3 separate regions of the Mus musculus genome follow, and regions 2 and 3 are each linked to region 1. The links are chromatin contacts, called in public HiChIP or PLAC-seq and promoter capture Hi-C maps. All regions are on one chromosome and are shown on one strand. The core of a region is the stretch at or near the end of the contact, and the rest is flanking DNA. Distances in the headings are between cores, read along the strand shown.

What was found. Promoter capture Hi-C pulls out the DNA fragments that hold promoters and counts their contacts. HiChIP or PLAC-seq counts read pairs in DNA pulled down with a chosen protein or histone mark.
Region 2: an H3K4me3 HiChIP or PLAC-seq map of embryonic limb bud shows a contact between it and region 1, with 7 times the contacts expected there. The contact joins the enhancer-like site here to the promoter of Aff2 in region 1. A contact is called at or near these places in 7 of 39 promoter capture datasets (the 3T3-L1 cell line, cranial neural crest, embryonic stem cells and 4 more), 3 of 484 Hi-C or Micro-C datasets (cerebellar granule neurons and cortical neurons), 5 of 115 datasets of contacts at active chromatin or transcription factors (embryonic forebrain, embryonic limb bud, embryonic stem cells and 2 more) and 1 of 9 other capture datasets (embryonic stem cells).
Region 3: a promoter capture Hi-C map of second pharyngeal arch cranial neural crest shows a contact between it and region 1. The contact joins the enhancer-like site here to the promoter of Aff2 in region 1. A contact is called at or near these places in 4 of 39 promoter capture datasets (cranial neural crest, frontonasal cranial neural crest, hippocampal neurons and 1 more), 1 of 484 Hi-C or Micro-C datasets (uterus) and 2 of 115 datasets of contacts at active chromatin or transcription factors (astrocytes and embryonic forebrain).

The regions. Positions count from the first base shown.
Region 1 is chrX:69,358,772-69,361,947 of GRCm38.p6, reverse strand. Aff2 (AF4/FMR2 family, member 2) reads right to left here and starts at 1,617. Exons shown (of 20, transcript NM_008032.3): 1 at 1,110-1,617. The coding sequence starts at 1,156.
Region 2 is chrX:70,317,922-70,321,097 of GRCm38.p6, reverse strand. No RefSeq gene overlaps it. Among named protein-coding and RNA genes, the nearest start is that of Ids, 46 kb to the left of the region's middle. Within about 2 kb of position 1,622, at least 4 of the 459 cell types and tissues checked have an H3K27ac peak or open chromatin away from gene starts, as enhancers often do. A contact at or near this core is called in embryonic limb bud, where this site is marked.
Region 3 is chrX:70,092,752-70,095,927 of GRCm38.p6, reverse strand. All of the region lies in intron 3 of 1700111N16Rik (RIKEN cDNA 1700111N16 gene), which reads left to right. Among named protein-coding and RNA genes, the nearest start is that of 1700111N16Rik, 49 kb to the left of the region's middle. Within about 2 kb of position 1,472, at least 3 of the 459 cell types and tissues checked have an H3K27ac peak or open chromatin away from gene starts, as enhancers often do. A contact at or near this core is called in second pharyngeal arch cranial neural crest, where this site is marked.

The DNA.
Region 1 (3,176 bases), core at 368-2,867:
AGTAGTCTGAACATTGCAAAAGATTTCAAACTGTTGGTGGGCACTACAGATTATCCTCACTACATTTAAAGGGCAAGAGTGCCACTTGAAGTCTCTGCTCCTGTGGCTGCCTCCTTCCTCATCTAAACACTTGGGCATGGGCGGGGGGACTGGTACATTAAAATATTGTGACTTATAAAGAACGATAATGTTTATAGTAAATGGTGAAGTTTTTCTAAAGTTAATAGATCTGAGGAGCACTATGCATGTGCGCCTGTACATCAACACAGAGAGAAAGAACTTTCTGCTCCCCCACCCCCACCACAGTCACCTTTGCACCATGTTTCAGGATCTCTCCGCAACTTTACGGTATTTTGTTTAAAGCAGGCTAAACCTGGGGATTCTAGCTGTGTGTCCAATACACAAACCTAAGGCTGCCTCCCACTGGGAAGCCAATGGGGGTTCAGAGGCTAATTAAATGTTCATTGACTTCGGAGCTGAAGACTTTAGGGGCCAACTTCAAACACCCTTCCACTTGAAAGTCAAGCGCTAAAGGCAACTGGACTGGAGGTCCCTAGTGCAGTGGCCCCTGAAGACGCTGCTCTGAGAAGAGGAACTTAGGCTGGATAGGCATTAGGTTTTGGACCCATGCCTTTCTGGGTGGGGATTGAGGTGGCAACAGCGTGGGCGGTGGCCGCTGAGCAAGCTGAGGGTGGCCTCTGGGTACCTGGCTGTCGCTTTTTCTCCCGCCACTGGCTGCAGGCACTGGCAACTGGAAAGTTAAAGCATTTAAGACTGGATCCTACCCAATCAGCCACTGGTGAGAAAAGACCCCAGGAGGTTGTTGTGCGGGTGGGTGGCACTGAAGCTGCTATGGGCCGGCTGCAACTCTTTAGACTTGGAGTGCAAAGGGATGCTCTTGCCCACATCTTTCCCTGTCCCCGCACCTCCCCCATCCCAGCACCCGACCAAGGAGTCACTGAAGCCAAAGCTAGAGGTGTCTGGGAGCAAGTGGGAGAGTGTCCGGGGCGCCCCCCACAACAGCTCTGGCTCCTCTTAACAAAGGCGAAAAGCCCAGACCAGACCGGGGATCCCGCTCATCAAAAGAGAAGGGGAATTTTAACACCTACCACTGCTGCTCCAAGTCCCAATCCCTGAAAAAGTCGAATAGATCCATAGCGGCGGGGCGGCGGCGGCTGGCGGCCGTCTGTCCCTGCTCGCTGCGTGTCGGCGCGGCTCTGAGCTGCGCGGCTCTCTGGCTGCGGTCGGCGGCGCGGCTCTCTGGCCCTCCTACCCGGTTAAAAGTGCTGGGGCCGCATCAGCGGCAGCGGCGGGCGCCCGGGGTACCTAGTCCTGCGCTCCGGAGCAGTGGCGGCAGCGGAAGCGATGGCACCGGGCAGGCAAGAGCCTGACCTCCCGCTCTGGTCCACTCGCTCCGCGGCTGCCCGCTTGCCCAGCGCGTCCGGGCTGCGGTGGCGGCCGCTTAGAGCTGGGGTCGCCTGGGCCGCCCGCCTGGCAGGCTGCTGGCGGGTGGCGACGGCAGAGGCGGGGGCGAGCGAGGCAGTGGCAGTGGCGCGGCGCGGCAGCCGGGGCGGCAGCAGCGGCGGCGGCGGCTGCACAGGCGGCGGCGGCCGAGACAGCATCACACACTTACACACTCACAGGGGGCGGAGCCTGGACAGCTCGAAGCCGCGACATGGAGCAGACACGTTATCATCCTTGGATCTGGCAGGGGCTAGCCCCGCCCGCCCTTGCTCCTGGATGCCCCCCACCCCCTGTCAAAATCAGCTGATGGGGGCAGTTGCAGAGCTGAAGACTCAGACCTAGCCCAGGACCCAGAGGAGGTCCTGGGACCCAGACAGGGGAACACAGAAGGTGGTCTCACTGTACCAGAGTGTAGACTAGCAGAATGGGACACCCTCACCCCAACCTACCACTGGGATGTAGTATTTGCCATCAGAAAAGAGTGCACAAACTGCTGCAAGGAAGGGCTAGCGCCCTGCTGCCATTGCCTGTAGTCCCTGCCCAGACATTCTTTTCAGACCACTGGATCAAACTTTTGCGTCCCCAGCATCCCTCTGGGCTGCATCACGGGGCATGTGTGTTCAGGGAGGACAGGGCGGTCACCTTCACCATTTCTGCGGTGCTGCGCATCCCAGCCGAGTTCACGCTGCAATATCCTCTTAGGCTGAAGTAGTACTGGTCCCTCAGTAGGTCAGCAAGCTCTGGGCCCTGGATTTAGTAAGCTGCAATGGGAGGGATAAAGGGCGTCCCCTTGAGTGGTCCTTGGGATAAGTGGTTATAGTACTAGTTTCTTCCAACCTTAAGCTTTGGGCAAAAACCTCCTGCATTTTCCTTCTCTGAGAAACAGGAAAACCGCTGGGTGTGTGCCCACTATCCCACGCACCAGCTGCTTTTCTCCCTTCTGGCTTGAGAACAGTCTCTCTGCACGTGGAGGGCTTAACCACACCCCTCTCCTCCTTCCAGCTTGTCCTTCTAGTCCAGGAAAGGATGAATCCATTCCTTTAGCGAGTTCCTCAAAGGAAAAGTTTCCTCATCTACTCAAGAGAAAAAGGATATACAGGATTATAAAGGCTTGTTCAATTTGGAGTCCCAGACATCTGAATTACTTTCCTACTGTCCTTACCGGGAAGGTACAGTATTGGCACTGTGCTGAAATCCTAGGGCCAGAAGTGAGCAGAGCGGTAGACAACATTGACAAAACCTCCTAGCCTCAGTTTTCCCATCTGTACAACTAAAGTATTACCCTAGTGGCCATCAGGCTTATCCTGATCTCTTTCCTTTTCCTATTTGAATATTTGTTTTTAATCACCTCACACACTCAAAACCATCTAGATAGCCTTGCTTTTTGATCTTGACGAACTAGGAGTCCCCACTAGGTCATTTGCTCAAGATCTAACATCTCTCCTGGAGGGGAGGGAAAAAAAAAGTCAGATTGCAACCTTAAACGAGAGAAGCTGTACACCATATAACAGAAAGAACCACAGCTCTATCTTTGGATTGCTTACACCCAGGGCTTATTTATTTATTTATTTATTTAGGTAAGGGGAAGAAAGCACATTGTTGACATGGAGAAGTAAAGCTCCAAGATGCTACAATTTCTGTATTCGGTGGGACTTTACCCAATGTGTATTTTGCACGAACCCAAGTCTTCTACAGATACTAGTGAACTGACA
Region 2 (3,176 bases), core at 373-2,872, 960 kb before region 1:
TCCCAGAGAGCTGAGTCCAATGGTAGGACTTGGTCACATTCTACAACAACTATGAGCCAATATTTTTTCATGTATGAATATGAAAGCCAGTGTTTTTCATGTATGAATATATACCCTTTACTGACTGACTCACTTGATATATTTAAGAGCCCTTTGGCCTTTGCACATCTGTTTATTCAATAAGTAGTTTCAGTGGAGACACTGGGCCATTGGTATGTGGTAAGGAGTGTCACTACTCAACACTGGCAAGTCCAAATGATTCAGGTCTCTTGGACTCTTCATTGCTCAGAGACAACCTCAAATTAAAAGTCCCAAAGTGCCTCTGAGTTATCTCAGTGATGTTTCTTTTTCTATTACAGATATTTTGAGCCTCATTGTTTGTTTGTTTTAATCATCACCTCCAGCTCTCCATGCTTTCCTGTGATCTCAGACACCAGATTCCTGAAAAAAAAGCTCTTGTTCAGGCCACTGCCATGATCCACAGGGCACAGGAAGGTGCCCTCTTTCCCTTCTTATTTTTCCACACATGTGTGTGTGCATTTGCGTGTGTGTGTGTGTGTGTGTGTGTGTGTGTGTGTAGAGGTCAGAAGAGAATGTTGCGGTTCCTCAGGAGTTGTTTATAGAACTTATAGATACCATCTCTCACTGTCTTGGAGCTTACTAGTATATTAAGCTGGCTTTCAGCAAGCTTGGAGATCTTCCTATCTCTGCCTTCTCAGGGTTGGCCTTAAAAGATTATACCACCAGACATGGCATTTTGCAAAGTGTGGGTACTGAAGAGTAAACTGAGGTCGCTTTGCTTGCACAGCAAGAGCTTTTACTGACTGAGATGGCTCCCTGCCTTCTGTTTCCACTACTTTATTCCATTAATCTACAGTGTGTCATATCTTGAGAAAAGAACAAAGGTTCATCCTCACAGATAGTTGATTTAAGATCATTTTTCGTGGCCTCCTAGTGAGAATGCGCCCCCTTTTTAGGAGGCATGGACCCTAGCTTACCCACAGTTGTTTGTAGTCCTGTTTACTATTCTTCCTCATTGTCTCTACTCAGCTCTCCTCTCCATCCTTCTCTAATACCCTTAAACTTGGAGAGTTAGAAATTAATCCTTAGTGGTGCAGTTAAGTAACTAGCAGCTCATAGTATAGTCAACCCAGTGACCCTAGGGGGAAAGAATTTTTTAGTAGATTTTTTTCTTTCCTTTTTAAAGAGGTTGGTACTGCACATTTCATTTCACATGTCACAAATTTGCATCTTCAAAAGCTGGAAAATGTCAACACTTCCGAAAAGTAAAGCACAAAATGTCTGGATGTCTGCCTACTCAGAGTAGTTGTCTCAGAGAACATTGTTATCCTGGACGAGGTCAGCATTAGACTTCAGAGTTCAGACCCAACGTAGGGGCGTCTTCAATCTTCTTAACTCTATATATCATAAAAACCTGGCAGCACATACCCTGAATTAGGGGGCTGGTAAAGCTAGAAACTTGTTTCAACAGAAAGTCAACAGTGTTTCACTGTTTCACTGGCCAGGAGCTTAGCATCCCACTGTGGTCTAACACCTTCCCCAAGGCCTTTTTCTCTAGCACAGGAGTGTTGGGTTAGGAGTCAGCATTCCACAAGTATTTCCTGAGGGCCTCTCTCTCAGGCCCCTCTCAACATGTGCATTCATGGCCAGGTCGTTTATCCTGCCTGCCACCTTGGACTGATGAAAATGTTACTTTGAATTATGGCTTGAGCACTTCCTTAGAAGGCCCCGGACCCCAAGTGAGTTCTATCCCTAAGTTTTCTTCATGGAAAGATTTTCATTGTTTATAGTCTGTGATTTTGGCTGGCAGCCAATGCTGTAGCCACCAGGAATGCTTTCTCAGTGGGATTGCTCCTGCAAACACCATCATGATAAATATGCAATGTTTTATCAGTCTATTCACCTTCACAGAAATGCTTTCTTTGAGGGGATGGTGGTGTGGTTTTCAAATTTATACTTGTCCTATGCTCTTAATAGTCATTCATGTTTTCATTTCATTATCATGAGATTAGTGTGTAACTTCTTTTTGGTTCCTAAGGTAAGATGAAGGAAGAAATGCAGGTATTTTTGTGTTGTGCACAGCTAGCTTTCTACAAGAAGTCCTTTGATTTCTGAATGATGGAATAATTTCAGTAGGAATTACTTGTACAAAAACCACATTACTAGTACAAAACCCACAAAGCCATCTATGGGGTGAGGAATTGATTGCTGACAAAAGGGTGGTTATTTGACTTTGATAACGTCTTCCTTTTAACAGAGGGAAATAGTAAAACTCTTCTGACATTTTTAGAGATAGCAGAAGTGATGCTGGTTAACACAAAGTAGGCATTGCATTGTTGCAAATGGGGGAAGATGAAATGATGTCAACCAAGGTCACCAGGCACTAGTTAGAGGTGATGCCTGGTAGTAGATAGCATTTATCAGGAACATTGCTTGGTTAGGTTACCACATTATAAAGAGATGAATTATTTAAAACTATTGGTGTTCTGAGGCAAACTGTCATTAAATAACTTTAGCTTGCCTGATACTTGTTTGGTGGCTCAGGATGTCCTTAAACTAATGACAGCATTTCTGCCTCAGCCTCATAAATGCTAGGATATGGACTATAACACCAAGTTGGGAAACATTTTTTAACCGATTTTGAGCCATGTGTTATTTGGGGTTTCCAAGGGATCCCACATTTAGGTTTACAGTGCCGTGTGCTCACAGGCATATTCGATGTACTTTTATACATAGAGTTTCAGGGAGCTCACTGAATTTATAAAGGCCTTAGCCCTAAAAGAAAATGTCTCCTGTGTTAGGAACTATGTTTATAGGGTCTTGTTCTTAGTGGTTACTTCTCTGAGGATACCAGAAGTAGGGCTATATTCAAGCTGATAATACACCTGACAGTGACGTATAAGGTGAAATTGGTAAAAGAATTTATTGCAGTTTTCCCCTCTTTTGAGGAGCAAAATACAAATGTACACATCTCACTATCCCAAGTTCCAGGAAATAGCATCATTTCTAAATGTCATTCAAAGGGGTGGGTGGCCATATTTTATTTTGGTACTGAGGAAGTTTAGTGTCTGTCTGTGTCCTTCAGCAAAGATCTTTCTCTTTCTCTTTCTTTCTCTTTTTCTCTTTCTCTTTCTCTTTCTCTTTCTCTTTCTCTT
Region 3 (3,176 bases), core at 223-2,722, 730 kb before region 1:
TTATTAACCTTCTATTTGTTTCAGACAAGGTGGAACTACTCCTAACATGTACAGAGGTCAAGCTCCAGTTGTCTCTTTCCCATTTCAATTGCCTTATTTCTCTGTCTACTCCACCAGTGTGAAACACTGGCCAATTGGCCAATGCTCTGTCCAGTATAACTTTCCATCACTATAATTTGGTTTCATTATAGCTGTGAGCATCATTTCAAAACTTCTGTGTAACATATTCATAGCATATAATAACATGTTCTCTCAAATCTACTCACTATATTTCTGTACTTTTTATGACTAGCTATAATGTTAATTTCTAATAAAGGTTTTTAGCAATGCAATATGAAATTACTCTTGCCTGTCCATAAGCTGGGCAAACACCACTTGATGGTTCTAATAGGACTAAGAAGACAAGCACAGCATCCCCAAATCTATTCGCTATTTTTATTTTTAATCAGACTCATACAAAATAGGTTGATTTTACTGACACACTCAGGGTCTCTTGTCTTCAGGAGAGTTGTCTAGATAGTTACAAATGCTAGTACATGCCTATAAATGGTCTGCACCATGGAGATAGATCTAAGTTATGTTTTCTGCTTTTTTTTTTTAATACCATCTGCAACTGGTTTTCCTTTAGTGGTATTTTCTTATGTTCACTGCAAATCTAGCCAGTGTAAAAATCTTTGAGGTTAAAAACAGTGCAAAACAATAAAAATTTAAGGGAAAAATGAGATTCTGGCTCAGAGAATGAACACGTGGAAGGCAATCCACAGCCCCAGCTACTTTGAGTCCTACAACTTGGCCTTTAGCAGTGTCCATGAGTTGTGACGCACCAACTTCTCCATAGTTTCCCAGTGGGTTTCCCCCCAATCCAGAATCTGGTTAGAGGAAGAATGTGGGTCCATAATGCTCATGGCTCAAATTGGAAGGTTAAATTTTGTGCCAGGTTCTCATGACAATGCCTTGCATTTGCAATTCTTGGAGGCAAGTGAATTGAGATTCGTAAGTCCCAGAGGAATTCTTAGACCTTCAGGTAATTCTGAGATTCTTGGATGCTAAATAGTAATGCATGTTACATATCCTACTTCAGAATCCATTATTTATGCAAAATGAAGTTCTTGGTAAAGCAGAAGGAATGTTATCATACAATCAGTATTTTTCCCTGTGGTTCTTTCATGGCTGGTAACATAGAATTTCTCCTTAAACTCAGATTCAAGTTCTAACTTAATTTACACATTATTGAAAACATTACAGAGCATAAATCAGTTCAATTTTTAAAGTTCCTATATGATATTTTGAGAGCAGCCAAATCTCCCTGCTTGTCTGGACTCTTTCCCACCCCTGCCACAGCTCGTGGCAGGCTAAATAACTGTGGAGAAAAAGCAGGTTTTCAGCTGCAGCTCAGATTACTCTGTCACCCTTCCTGCGTGGCAGACAGGCCCCTGCTGACATGGGGAATGAAGACAAGAAAATTACTTCATTATAGTGTGTCCCGATCAATTACAAACATCTAGGAGTTGGGTCCGTCCATCTGCTGCTCTGGCCTGGCCCTAGACACAGCTCTAGGTTATGAAAACAAGGATTATATTGCCTTGCCTCTCTACCCCCCAGGAATTAGCAAGTGAGAGGTTTTCAAATCCCTGTACAGCACAGTTCTTCTGCAGTATGTTTTTCTTGAAATCAGTGTTTTCAAACAGGGAGGCCTTTGGAAATCATCTAATTTACTGCTTCACATCCCAAAGTTTCAGAGAAGACAAAAGGCACTCACTCGAGGTCAAAGTATTAGTTGATTATAGAGTCAAGTCTTGATCCTGAAGATCACATCCTGTTTGGACTATTGGAACCTAAGGGATAGTAGTGAGTGTTCTATTTGCTCAGTAAACTCTCTTCCAGTATCTGAATCATGAGGTCACATATTGTTCAGTTTGTGATTAGGCTAGAGGTCCTGACTTCTAGATGGCTCTAGGTTGAGGTCAGATGTCTCCTGGTCATTCACAATATTAAGCAGATTATTTAACAAGCCATGGAGTTATGATTTCATAAGCTATGAAACATTATTTTAGTCAGGACTCTGAGGCGTAAAGTAATGTACTAGAGGCCACAAACTGTTAGCTAGTATACTTGGAATAATTAGTCATGACTTCAAAGTGTGACTTTTATAACTAGAGTGTTATGCAAATCTACTCTTCCTTACATGCAATCCTTGGATTATATGTTGTTCAAATTTTAAGCATTTCAAATTTCAAAAAATGGATATATCGTGTGTGTGTGTGTGAGTGGCAGAGAGAGAGAGAGAGAGAGAGAGAGAAAGAGAGAGAGAGAGAGAGAGAGAGAGAGAGAGAGAGAGAGAGAAAGAGAGAACTTCTAATAAAAGAAATGATGTTTCTGTAGTGATACATAGGACCATTGACGACATGTAGGAGAAATAATTTGTGGCAAAATGAGGCAGGAAAAAAACCCCAAAACTCCATGCTCAGAGCTACTTCAGTTTCAACAGCAAAGATAGTTGGCTTAATACCTATGTTGCCATTTATTATCCTGGGTCTCATGTGTCTTTCTGCCTGTTGGTTCTTAAAGTTGCTGCCAAGCTGTGGCCACCATTACCTTGTGCCTTAGTGTTGTAATAGTCTCTATATGGAAGTCAGGGTGACAATGGTCCTCTCTTAAAGGTTTGAGACTGGTTGGCATTACAGAGGGCTTTGTGATTTTTTCCCTATGTTGAACTAGATATGTATACCATTTCCCCAAGTTCTATAATGTTCCTCTAGAGAATCATTTAGCCTATGCCCAAGAGTTTCAGTTGTCAAACATGTGTTTTATTATTGGATAAAAATATATGATTCAGGTTGCTCTTTGGCCATTGTGTCACCACTGACTAAGAGTTTATTTGGAGTCAGGGAGTTTGCCATATACAAATTATATGACTGCTATAGTACAAGAAAAAAAGACAATCAAGATGATCATCCAAAGAAGCCCTCTCTGTAGTAAGATGAGAATGGAAGTGGGGAGATAGCTGACATAAAGCAGTCAAAGTCCAATCTTGACCTTGAAGCACAGATCATGTTTGGATCTTTGGATCCTTTCATGCTATCTCAAGAGCCCTTCACACCTGAACTATCAACTGCTTTAAAATAATGTCTTTTGCATCCAACATATTAGCTGGATTTTTCTGTCTGAGGTCATAG